2 separate regions of the Drosophila melanogaster genome follow, and region 1 is linked to region 2. A link is a contact called in public Hi-C data. All regions are on one chromosome and are shown on one strand. The core of a region is the stretch at or near the end of the contact, and the rest is flanking DNA. Distances in the headings are between cores, read along the strand shown. Region 1 holds the start of RpL21 (Ribosomal protein L21). Region 2 overlaps CG3635.

Evidence for each region. Hi-C and Micro-C count contacts between places; a contact is called where the count stands out from the background.
Region 1: a contact with region 2 is called in a Hi-C map of the Kc167 cell line, with 2.4 times the contacts expected there. A contact is called at or near these places in 20 of 107 Hi-C or Micro-C datasets (the Clone 8 cell line, the Kc167 cell line, the ML-DmBG3-c2 cell line and 7 more) and 4 of 7 datasets of targeted methods (all in the Kc167 cell line).

Annotation. Positions count from the first base shown.
Region 1 is chr2L:22,244,509-22,249,559 of dm6, forward strand. RpL21 (Ribosomal protein L21) reads right to left here and starts at 3,367. Exons shown (of 2, transcript NM_001299204.1): 1 at 3,288-3,367; 2 at 2,638-3,213. The coding sequence starts at 3,197. The coding sequence ends at 2,718. Nubpl (NUBP iron-sulfur cluster assembly factor, mitochondrial) reads left to right here. Exons shown (of 2, transcript NM_001273759.1): 2 at 1-2,480.
Region 2 is chr2L:22,179,162-22,184,417 of dm6, forward strand. CG3635 reads left to right here. Exons shown (of 3, transcript NM_136294.5): 2 at 3,577-4,305; 3 at 4,367-4,830. The coding sequence ends at 4,762. Among named protein-coding and RNA genes, the nearest start is that of CG3635, 6.4 kb to the left of the region's middle.

The DNA.
Region 1 (5,051 bases), core at 2,117-4,616, 66 kb after region 2:
GCTGAACATAGGATGGATAGGCCCAAGTCCTTTTTGAATGCGAGGGCACTAATACGCAGACGTAACAACTATATGCATTTGTTTTTATTTTTCTGTTTGTGTGCGTGTACTAAACATGCCTTCTTCTACTCTTACTGACCATATCGTTTGTATTTTCTGATCGCATTTTTTCTCATCTCATTTCTCTCATTATCTTACATAGACATCAAACAGTCTTGAATTACTTAAATATCCAAAGTAGGCATATTTAAAACAGTTAACTTTGGTACTTTTCGAATTTGTTGAACCTCCTTCCGAGCTTAGAATTCTCACCTTTATTACCTATGAGCTCTTTGTTGGGATCTTCATTCAGAACGTCGTTCACTACATTGAGCCTTTCACATGTCGGTCAACGCAAAACTTACATGTCACAACTTATCCCCGAAATCTCTCTAAAGCATAACTGCTTTTAATCCAAACTTACATACATCTGTATAAATCTCTGTCTCAAGTGATCGTAAAGCTTTAGAACTTTTCCTTTGATTAACGCTATTTTTAACATTTCAAATGCTCCTTAGTGCTTTTATGAAAACTCATATTTTTTTGGTACTGTCATATTTATGTCTCTAGCATATGAAATACATTCGTCGCTGTACAGTTATTCAGCTCAGCTGACCCGCAAATCCCGCAACCTAAAAAACTGTCTTTCTCCCTTTAAATCCAGTCGTATCTTATTGAACTCCAAGAGCTTCCAACGCAACAATTCCACTCCATCTCTCTTTTCTTTTTTTTTTGCCGACACCGCGGTATCGATGACAATATTTAGATTCCTCTCAGCCAACCGACGCTCGATAAGTAATGCAGGGAACGTACTCAAAAAAGTCGCCGTCGTCCTCGATCGCGCTAAAGCGAGTGAGTTATTCAAGCTGGTATTACTGCCAGTAACATGACATCGATGTGATTTTTCATATGGGCATTGGGTTTTTTAATAACAATAATTTTGTATACCAATTCTTTGAAATCATTGAAAAAATTTTTTTTGAATTATATTATTATATATTTTTAATATTTATATTATTATATATCAATGTAGTTGTATTGTGAGGCATTGGAAACAGTACGTTTGTAGTACTACTCAGATATTGGCAAATGTTACCTTAACCGAACACACATTTGAAATTTTATTCCATGTAGTTTTAGGTGATTAAGTTAAGATATCTTAATTGGACGAAAAATATTGAGCCAAGATATGGGAGTTACAATAACATTTAACGCTCTAAATATATTTAGTGAAAAGTCCTTTTCACCTGTTTGATTTCTGAATGTAAATTTGATTTCGCTAGTGTCGATACTGATTTACGTGGACCAGACCAAGATAAATTAATATCATTATTACTAGACTACTCAAGTTTATTCTTAAGTGGTATTCCACAAAGAAGAAAGAAACTCGACAACAGCGTTCACTCTTTCACTCATATACCCCCCGAGTAAACTCAGAGGTACCAATTCGGTTGCACACTTGTCGGGTAACACACCCCCTTTGGTGAAGGAGATCCTTCTAGCTTAAGCAACCACAGCCACCATGAAACTCCCAGAAGGGGGCCTACCTCGCATGAGCGATGCTCATCCCATGGTACCGATTAGGGCTGGGTTGGCCCCCTGTTACATACTTTTTAACGACTCGAGGATACCCTTTTACTCTACGAGTAACGTGTATACGTGTATAAAAACCAAATAATGTGCTATTTCAATGCTGCATCTTTTCTGTGTAGTATATTTATATTTAATAAATTGTCCATTTAATACATTTGTAATACTAATACATATATACTGAGTTTCCGAGCTTGATTACATTTCAACGAAATGCCATCTCTCTGCGGCTTATTGCAGAAATTTGTAAGCCCAACCCAGCTGCTAATATATTGCACGGTCCGTTTGGGCCGTATCCGTACATCAACGACCACGAGAGGCTTGGAAAACCTAAAGCTATCAGCTCCAAAATTAACACCAGGATCGAGGACGAAAGTAGTCCAGATACATTTTAATGGTGGAGTATTACGAAAAAATTCTTTCATAAACCAATTAAATACAGCTGATCTTTCAATTCCGATCTGAGACGACGTTGTTTTTGCTAACGCACACAAATTAAACAATTTTAGTTTTGATGGATGTCGATCAACTTCAGAGCTTCAAAACAACCTATGGGAGAGCATGACGGAGATCACGATATGGTTGGCGTATGTGGCACTGAAAGGCCACAAGCCTGATGCAAAATGTAGAAAAGGCCAAACCACAGCAGCAATTGTCAAGACTTGGCTCGTCTGGAAATGCCCTCACGTATATATTACTCCAGCACTGTCCGCAGACATAAATGTAATCAAATATTCGCCGTAGCCTTGAGGACGGATTTGATTTTATCTTTCTTAGTCTAGCAGCAATTTCGCAACTGCGAGAAACAATCTGTGAGCTACTGTGGTTTGAGTGAATAAATGTTTATAAATAAACAAGTCGAGAACATTTTACTCAAAATGGTAGGTAATTAGTATCAAATGACTTTGAACATAAAAACCTTTCAATAATAAGCAGACGTTGTCGCTGATCAAAACTTTAGTTGGACGCCGACCTTATTGCAAAATGAAAATTACAAAGTCTGTTTATATTGGGCACATTTTTTTTGTTTACTGAAATTATATCAAATATTATTTCATTCCGTACAATTTCCGAGCAGTAAAATGCCTTTAGGCAATGAATTCGTATGGAATCGGGGCCAGAGCAATCGGTTCTTCAAGTTTCTTAACAAAGTGCGCCTTCTTCGGCTGTTCCGGCTGGCGCTTCAGACTGACCCATTGTCCCTTTTCCTTCGCCTCCTTCAGCAATCGCTCATTTTCCTTTACGCGGCGCAAAAAATCTTCGCGGCACTTGGAGTGGTGGATGTGCTCAATGCGCACATTGACCCGCTTAGCAAGGATTTTGCCTCTTACGCGTTTGTTTACTATTACACCAACGGCGTGCTGAGTCACATTGAATATGCGCCCGGTTTTGCCATGATATGCCTTATAGGGCAAACCCTTCTGTACAGCACCATGTCCCTTAATGTCAACGATGTCGCCGATCTTGAAAACCCGCATGTATGTGGACAACGGAATAACTCCATGCTTTCGGAAGGGACGGGAAAACATGTCCCGTGTGCCGCGACGATAGCCCTTTGAGTTGGTCATTTTTATTTATAATCCCCTATAAAAAAGAGGCTTATTAGATCTTTTTCAAGTCATAATGAAGAAATATTCAACAAAACTCGTTGAACTTACGTCCACGCGGTCGTATAGTTGAGAAAAGAAAGAAAGATGGCTACTTGAATAGCGTTGCCACTGATAGCAATTAAGAGTTTAGAAACTAAATATTATGTACCGTCCACACTAAGTTACACAATAAGCTTAATCTTTTAAGAGAAGCAAAATAGTCCCAAGTCTGAATATTTGGTATTAATAAGGATTTAATGCAATATTTATGTAATACATATATTTACATTATATAAAAACATTATATATAAAATTGCACTACATACAAATGTCTAGATACAAATAATCGCTGAGAGAAGTGTTCAACTCCAAGACGTTAATATGCGCTATGGGAATAATTTGTGATTTAAGCGAATTTGTTGATACAATTTTGAAGATACATATAACCTTAAGGAAGATAAAGTCCTGCCCCATTTAATAATTTTAATTTTCAGGAACCGTTCTGCCTAAGTCTTTACTACCGTGGGACTTACTCAGTATTAATTTGCTCCCTTTTAAGAAAAGTCATTCATGATCTGATAATCGTAATTTTTTTCGAATTCGATTTAGCCAAAATCTTTTGATTTCTTTTTTAGGTGCTCTGCTTTTGGAAAATTTGTTCTATAGTTTGGATATCGCAATATGCATTCAGCGGTAAACAGCTGTTTAAGCTGTTCCAGACAACATAGCTGCCACATATTTCATAGTTTTAATTACGATGTCCGCAATTTCTTTTTTGTGGCACTTTGACCACTTAAGTAATTAAATCAAATAGAATTATTTACAAACAACACTATTGGCTCTCCTTTAAATAAATTAATGAATTCCTTCTATATATTTTATATGCCTGTTTCGTTTCACCAACAATGTTTGACCCCTTGACAAATCCAAACTTTTGTTGCCGACATCAAAATTTTGTTAGTCAAATCTGAAGTGGCGTCAGCAATAAAAATTTTATTAAATAAATTAGTGGCAGAATGATCTTGTTATGATGTGCAATAAGCATCAATAGACCACTGAGTAAACTATTTCTTCTCTTGAGTAAATAAGTTCTGTTTTAATATGAAAAAAGGCATTTACTTTTCATTTCGTGTGTCCGCTTTACATATCGAAAAAATCGTAAAAAAAAAACCGAATAATAATTAATAATTAATTTTATAAAAGCCACTCATATAAATATTTAACAGCATATATGTACATGCCACACTGTTCATTTCTTAGCGTAATGAAATAGTTTAATAAGAAATATATGAATCTATATAGGCGAGATCCGCATAATTCATCGTCATAGGATAAATTGTTTTTTTTTTTTCTGGAATCTAATTTCAAAGATTGTAGTAGTTTCAGCGCGAAACATCGATGTTTTTCACAAAAATCGTGGATGTAACATCGAAGTTTTCCGATGTTCTCTAAAATAAAATTAATATTATCATTTACACTTGAAATATAAGAAAAAAGATTTAAATATTATTAAATTCATTTAATTTAATATGTAGAATAAATTAAATATAAAACGTATAATAAAATTACAATATAAAATCAATTAGATTTAAACTGGTATAACTGGTTATATTAGAAAATTAAAAATCAGTGAGAGCTGTTCAAACAGTTGCATTTTAAGGATATCTTTTTATATATGTACATTTTGTATTTGATTTTGTATTTCTTCGGCATACCTTTAGCGTTCTAGGTCTTCTTCTTGTTATTCGAATAGCGATGATCCTAATAGCATCCATAGTCTACAATAAATATCGATGTTTCGGAAAATTTAAAACGTCTATTATATTGACTGTA
Region 2 (5,256 bases), core at 1,615-4,114:
ATTGATATTTTTCATTTTATTTTTATATCCCTTACACGTAGAGTAAAGGGGTATTCAAGGGTCGTTGAAAAGTATGTAATAGGTGGAAGCGTTTCCGACCCTTTAAAGTGTATTTTGTGACTGCGCCGAATTTGACGGGACTCAAAGATGGTCTATAAATTAATCTCCGAGGATTTGCTGCTGCATTGCTGAACAAAATATGCTGATAATAATCTGATTGATTCATTTGTGGGGCGAAAACTTAAAAGCGAAAGCAATGTAATGTGAAGAAAAAGCGAGTATGCGAGCGACTAGCTTTTTAGAGATATGTTCTTCTCTTCGATAGATGAATAATCGTCCGTGCATGCCGCCCTCCAAAACTGCGTCCAGTAAGAAGCCATCCTTGCTGATGATACCTAACAAGAAGTAAGTGTTTACTATTGGGAATTTGATATCATCGTGAGTGTTGACTTTTTTTTCTTTGCTCTTAGCAACTTCCGAATAGCTTGGGATGGGTAAACGACATATTTTGTCACCGACCTTTAAATTGGTTTCTTCCTGTCGCCATTTTGGACGTGCTAGTTGGTGTGAGTCTAAGCCAGTCTGAACAACATCGTCGTAGGATCCGTTGTCCGTCTAGAAATCGAGTGTAAGGGTCTCATCCTGGGTGCTGGCTTCTGGTTCTGCCAGGTTCGAGTCTCCGATAAGAAAGTGTGGAAGTTATCCAACCCATAAACATAGCACCCTTCCACAGTTTATAAACAAATTTTAATTCTCAATCTCGTCGGCATTACCTTTGCCAGCGCTTAGCTACCCGCTAATATAAACAACCCAAACTTAACGTAAACATAGCTTCCGCTTGGAGACCAAACCACAGCCAACTTATTGCGCTTCAATCAAAAACTGCATCGATCAGCATAATTGAATTTCACAATGCAGTGGAATAATTTCAGCATAAAGCTTTTATCGAAAGTTCAGAAAGTTTCAAGGAAAAGCTTTTGGCGAGGTTGATTGGATTAGGACTTAGAATTTGAAGATCAGTCTGATTCGGGAGGATTAAAAGAACGGTTTACAAATGAATCACTAGATAAGAATAAGTGTCTTGTAATAAAGTGATAACTTAAAAAGTTTAACACCAATAATGATATTAAAATTTAAAAATAAAAAATTATTTTTTTGAAATAAATAAAAATTAAATAAATTTATACCACAAAAAGTTAATTTGCATGAGTTAGCGCCTGCTGGTCATCCTTGTCTGCAGTGAAGGACATGCTTCTACGAGTAGTACAGTACAGTTGAGCCGTTACACAAAATTGCGCTTAAATATCTTAAATTCCTTTTTTTATTACTGTGTGGTGGTGAATTGTGCTACAGAAAATGCAGATCTCCCCTTGAGTTAAGTTACACATGGCTGTCTTCACGAGAAACGATTTACTGTATCTGGTGTACTCACCGTGTGGTTAGCAGGCGAGAATACTACCACAGTCCGCTGTTGCTTGTCGTAAGAGGCGACTAATACAGCGATAGGTTCCTCCAACCATGCTTGTCGGCGCAATTGGAGGAGGCCCACCGAACCCCTTTTTTCGGTTCCACAGGTTGTGCAGCTAGCCAAGACTGTTCATTAAGGTAGGCCCGTGGTGGGAGTATCGTGGTGGCAGAAGAGATTTTAGGTAGATCTCGCTCCTCAGCAAGGGGTAGTGCTTGCCCGGCAAGCAAGTACTCGAATTGCTACCGGGGTGGTCGCTATGTACATAGCTATAGGTGCTAGTCCGGGACACTTGTCTGGCGTATCCCCAGGCACATGCACCATATGCTCACTTGTTGTTATGCTCAGTGTGGAACACGCCATGTTAAACAAGGTCGGATCCGAAAGTCATCATGTATCTGGTGTAGTTTAAAATACTCCCCGATTGCACTTGCATACTGCTAACGTGTTTTCTGCTAAAGTTTTTGTTTCAAGGCGTGGAAACTATTTAAGGCGATATGTCTTTTATATATCTAGACATATATAAATATAAAGTTTTGAACGTCAGGCGGATCTGTAATTTCCGATTGGCTGACGAACATGGGTGTCCACAAAATGTTTTTCACACCATTTTTCCTCTATAGTTAGTTGGCGCTCTTTGGGCACGTGATCTATTTCGGGAAACTTGTGCACCATCTGGTCTATCGTCACGAGATTACAGCGCATGGCGAATTCGTATACCCCCGATCTAGTCACTGGTCCGAAAACAATCTAACCTATCTTCCTGAGTGCCTCTTCGAATCTCTGAAATCTGTTGAATGAAATACACACCCACGGGGACGACGATCCGTCCACAGCGGGTAAAGTTTGAATCGGCTAACTGCAATCCTTGAATCCACTGAGAAGTTGCGTCTCCGAGAAACAAATGAGCTGTAAGCTGCGCTGTGTTGGTCGGCCTGCGTTGTCGCGCTAGAGTAGGACTTGGAGGAGATGTTGCAATGGGATAGTGTAGTATTGGGTAAACCTAGATCAATTTGGGGAATAAGTTCGTTCGTGCGTTTAAAATCAATGAACTAGGTCGTTTATTATGTTCAATCGTTCATTTTTTAAACTTGCCTAAAGGTGCTTCACAAAAAAAAAAAAATGTTATGAATTTACTTCATACAATGCTGTCAATGAAAATTAATATTATTAGTACTTACTTAGACATAATAATAATATGAAATAATAAAGAGTTTACAACTATATTGAACTAAGTGAACTTCAGTTCGTTCAGTTTGGTGAATAGTTCAATTTAGTTCGTTCGTTTACGAACACTAGTATGGTGTGATGGCTCTTGCCGTACTGGAAACAATTGGTAAAGCTGAGAGCGTCGGCCGGACGGTCAGAGCCATGTGAAAAAGGAATATTTGAAATGGACGCTGTTGCATCGATGGTTTTCTGGTTAAGGTTAAGGTTTACTACGCACGTTTCATTTACCTACAGAAGCACTTACTTCTTTCAGTCAGTTGCGGGAAACCGAAAATAAAGCTTGTTTTTAATATATATATAGTAACATATCCATAAGTCCCTATGACTTAAGAACATGCCTACACACTAATACACACACAACATGTACAACCAAATACACCCTACACTACTCCGGATATACCCAACAGATACCAGATAAGAATAAGACTACCATATGTTTCTCGAGAGTGGAAAAACCCCAACTCTAGATAAGTCACCCACTGGTAGACTAAACATCCATCCCCTCACCCCATCGTTATAAGAATCTAAGAGCACTTGTATCCAAGAGCGAATGCACTTCTAAGAGAAACGCAAAGCCCTTTCTCTTCATGATCAGAACCCTAAAGTCTAAAGTCCATATCAGAAAAGCTCGATACCGAGGCTTGAACGTCAATCAGATCAGAGTATGAAGTTAAGTTTAGTTTGAGACCTAATTGTAATTGGTCGGTCTTCTTCGAAAATCTAAATATTGTAATCATTTAGTAAAATAAAATTATATTTTTTTTCACATATAAATATTGCAAACATTTAATTATATTGTATATAATTAACTGCAGGGTCTGATTAGCTTCAGCATGCAGTTGAGAACTTTATAACCAATCACTTTTTTAAATCATTGATAGGCTACGTCAATTTCCAATCACAATTACCCGGTAGAAGAGCATACAGTCATCACCCATGATGACTACATCCTTACTATTTACCGCATCCCATCATCCCCAAACCGAAGTCATCTAAATAGAGCTGGGCGAAGGGCTGTAGTGTTTTTGCAACATGGCATCCTGAGTGCTTCCGACGACTGGATTATAAACGGACCAGAGGCGTCTCTGGCCTACATGCTTGCAGACGCCGGCTACGATGTCTGGCTGGGCAATGCACGTGGCAACACGTACTCACGGCAGCACAAGCATATCCATCCGGACACGTCCGACTTTTGGCGTTTCAGCTGGCACGAGATAGGTGTCTATGACCTCGCAGCCATGCTAGACTATGCGCTGGCGAAGAGTCAGTCCAGCTCTTTGCATTTTGTTGCACACTCGCAGGGTACCACGGCGTTCTTTGTACTTATGTCTTCTCTGCCTTTGTACAACGAAAAGTTGCGTTCCGTGCACCTATTGGCGCCCATAGCTTACATGCGTGACCACTCTTTTATTCTGTCCAAGCTGGGTGGCATTTTTCTGGGAACGCCGTCCTTTCTTAGCTGGGTATTAGGAAGTATGGAGCTGCTACCTATTACTAATTTACAGAAACTGATATGTGAGCACATCTGTTCCAGTAGCTCCATGTTTAACTTTCTGTGCTCTGGTCTGCTGGACTTCATCGGAGGGTGGGGAACACGACACTTGAACCAGGTTAGTGGCCATATGGATCTTAAATGATCGTACCTTGTTAAATAGTCTTGACACCCTGTAGACTCTGTTGCCGGACGTTTGTGCAACACACCCAGCAGGGGCATCTTCGAGCCAAGTAATCCACTACCTCCAGCTTTACAGGTCAGGCGACTTCCGACAGTATGATCATGGACCGGAGCTAAACGAAATCATTTACCAGCAGCCAACGCCTCCATCTTACAACGTTCAATACATTAAGAGCTGTGTGGATATGTACTACAGCGAAAATGACTATATGTCCGCTGTTGGGGATGTGAAGTATCTGGCCTCACTCCTACCATGCGCCCAACTATACCGTATTCCATTCAGAGACTGGAACCATTACGATTTTTTGTGGTCCAACAATGTAAAGGAGGTTATTAATAATAAGATAATTCAGAAGATTCGTAAATACGATGAAGATGGTGTAGGTTTCTAGTATCTTACGAATTGTTTGATATGTATATGAATTACGTTTTAAAGGAAACCCATTTTATTTTCATATGTATAAAAGCGGTGTTTTATTGTTAAGGTTCATCATAGTTGGATCCTCAATTTAAAATTGATTTTAGAAACATATGTATTATTCTTACAACTATGGCGTTTATCGGTGACAGCGACGCGAGCAGCAAAATGGAGTTTCACTTGGTAAAACTGTGGGAAAAAACATGGCCGTTAAGCAGTTTGCAGTACCTAAGAATGTGAAAGCTGTTCAATCCTTTTTCGGTCTAACGGGATTCTTCAGGAAGTTTGTAAGAGACTATGCCATCATTGCGCGACCTTTAACCAATCTATTAAAAAAGGATGCCACCTTCAAATTGGAGTCTAAAGAATACGCAGCTATTGAGAATCTGAAGAGTGAATTGTGTGAAGAATCTATTTTAAGGATTTATTGTAGAGGTGCATCAACGGAGCTGCACTTAGATGCTTCAA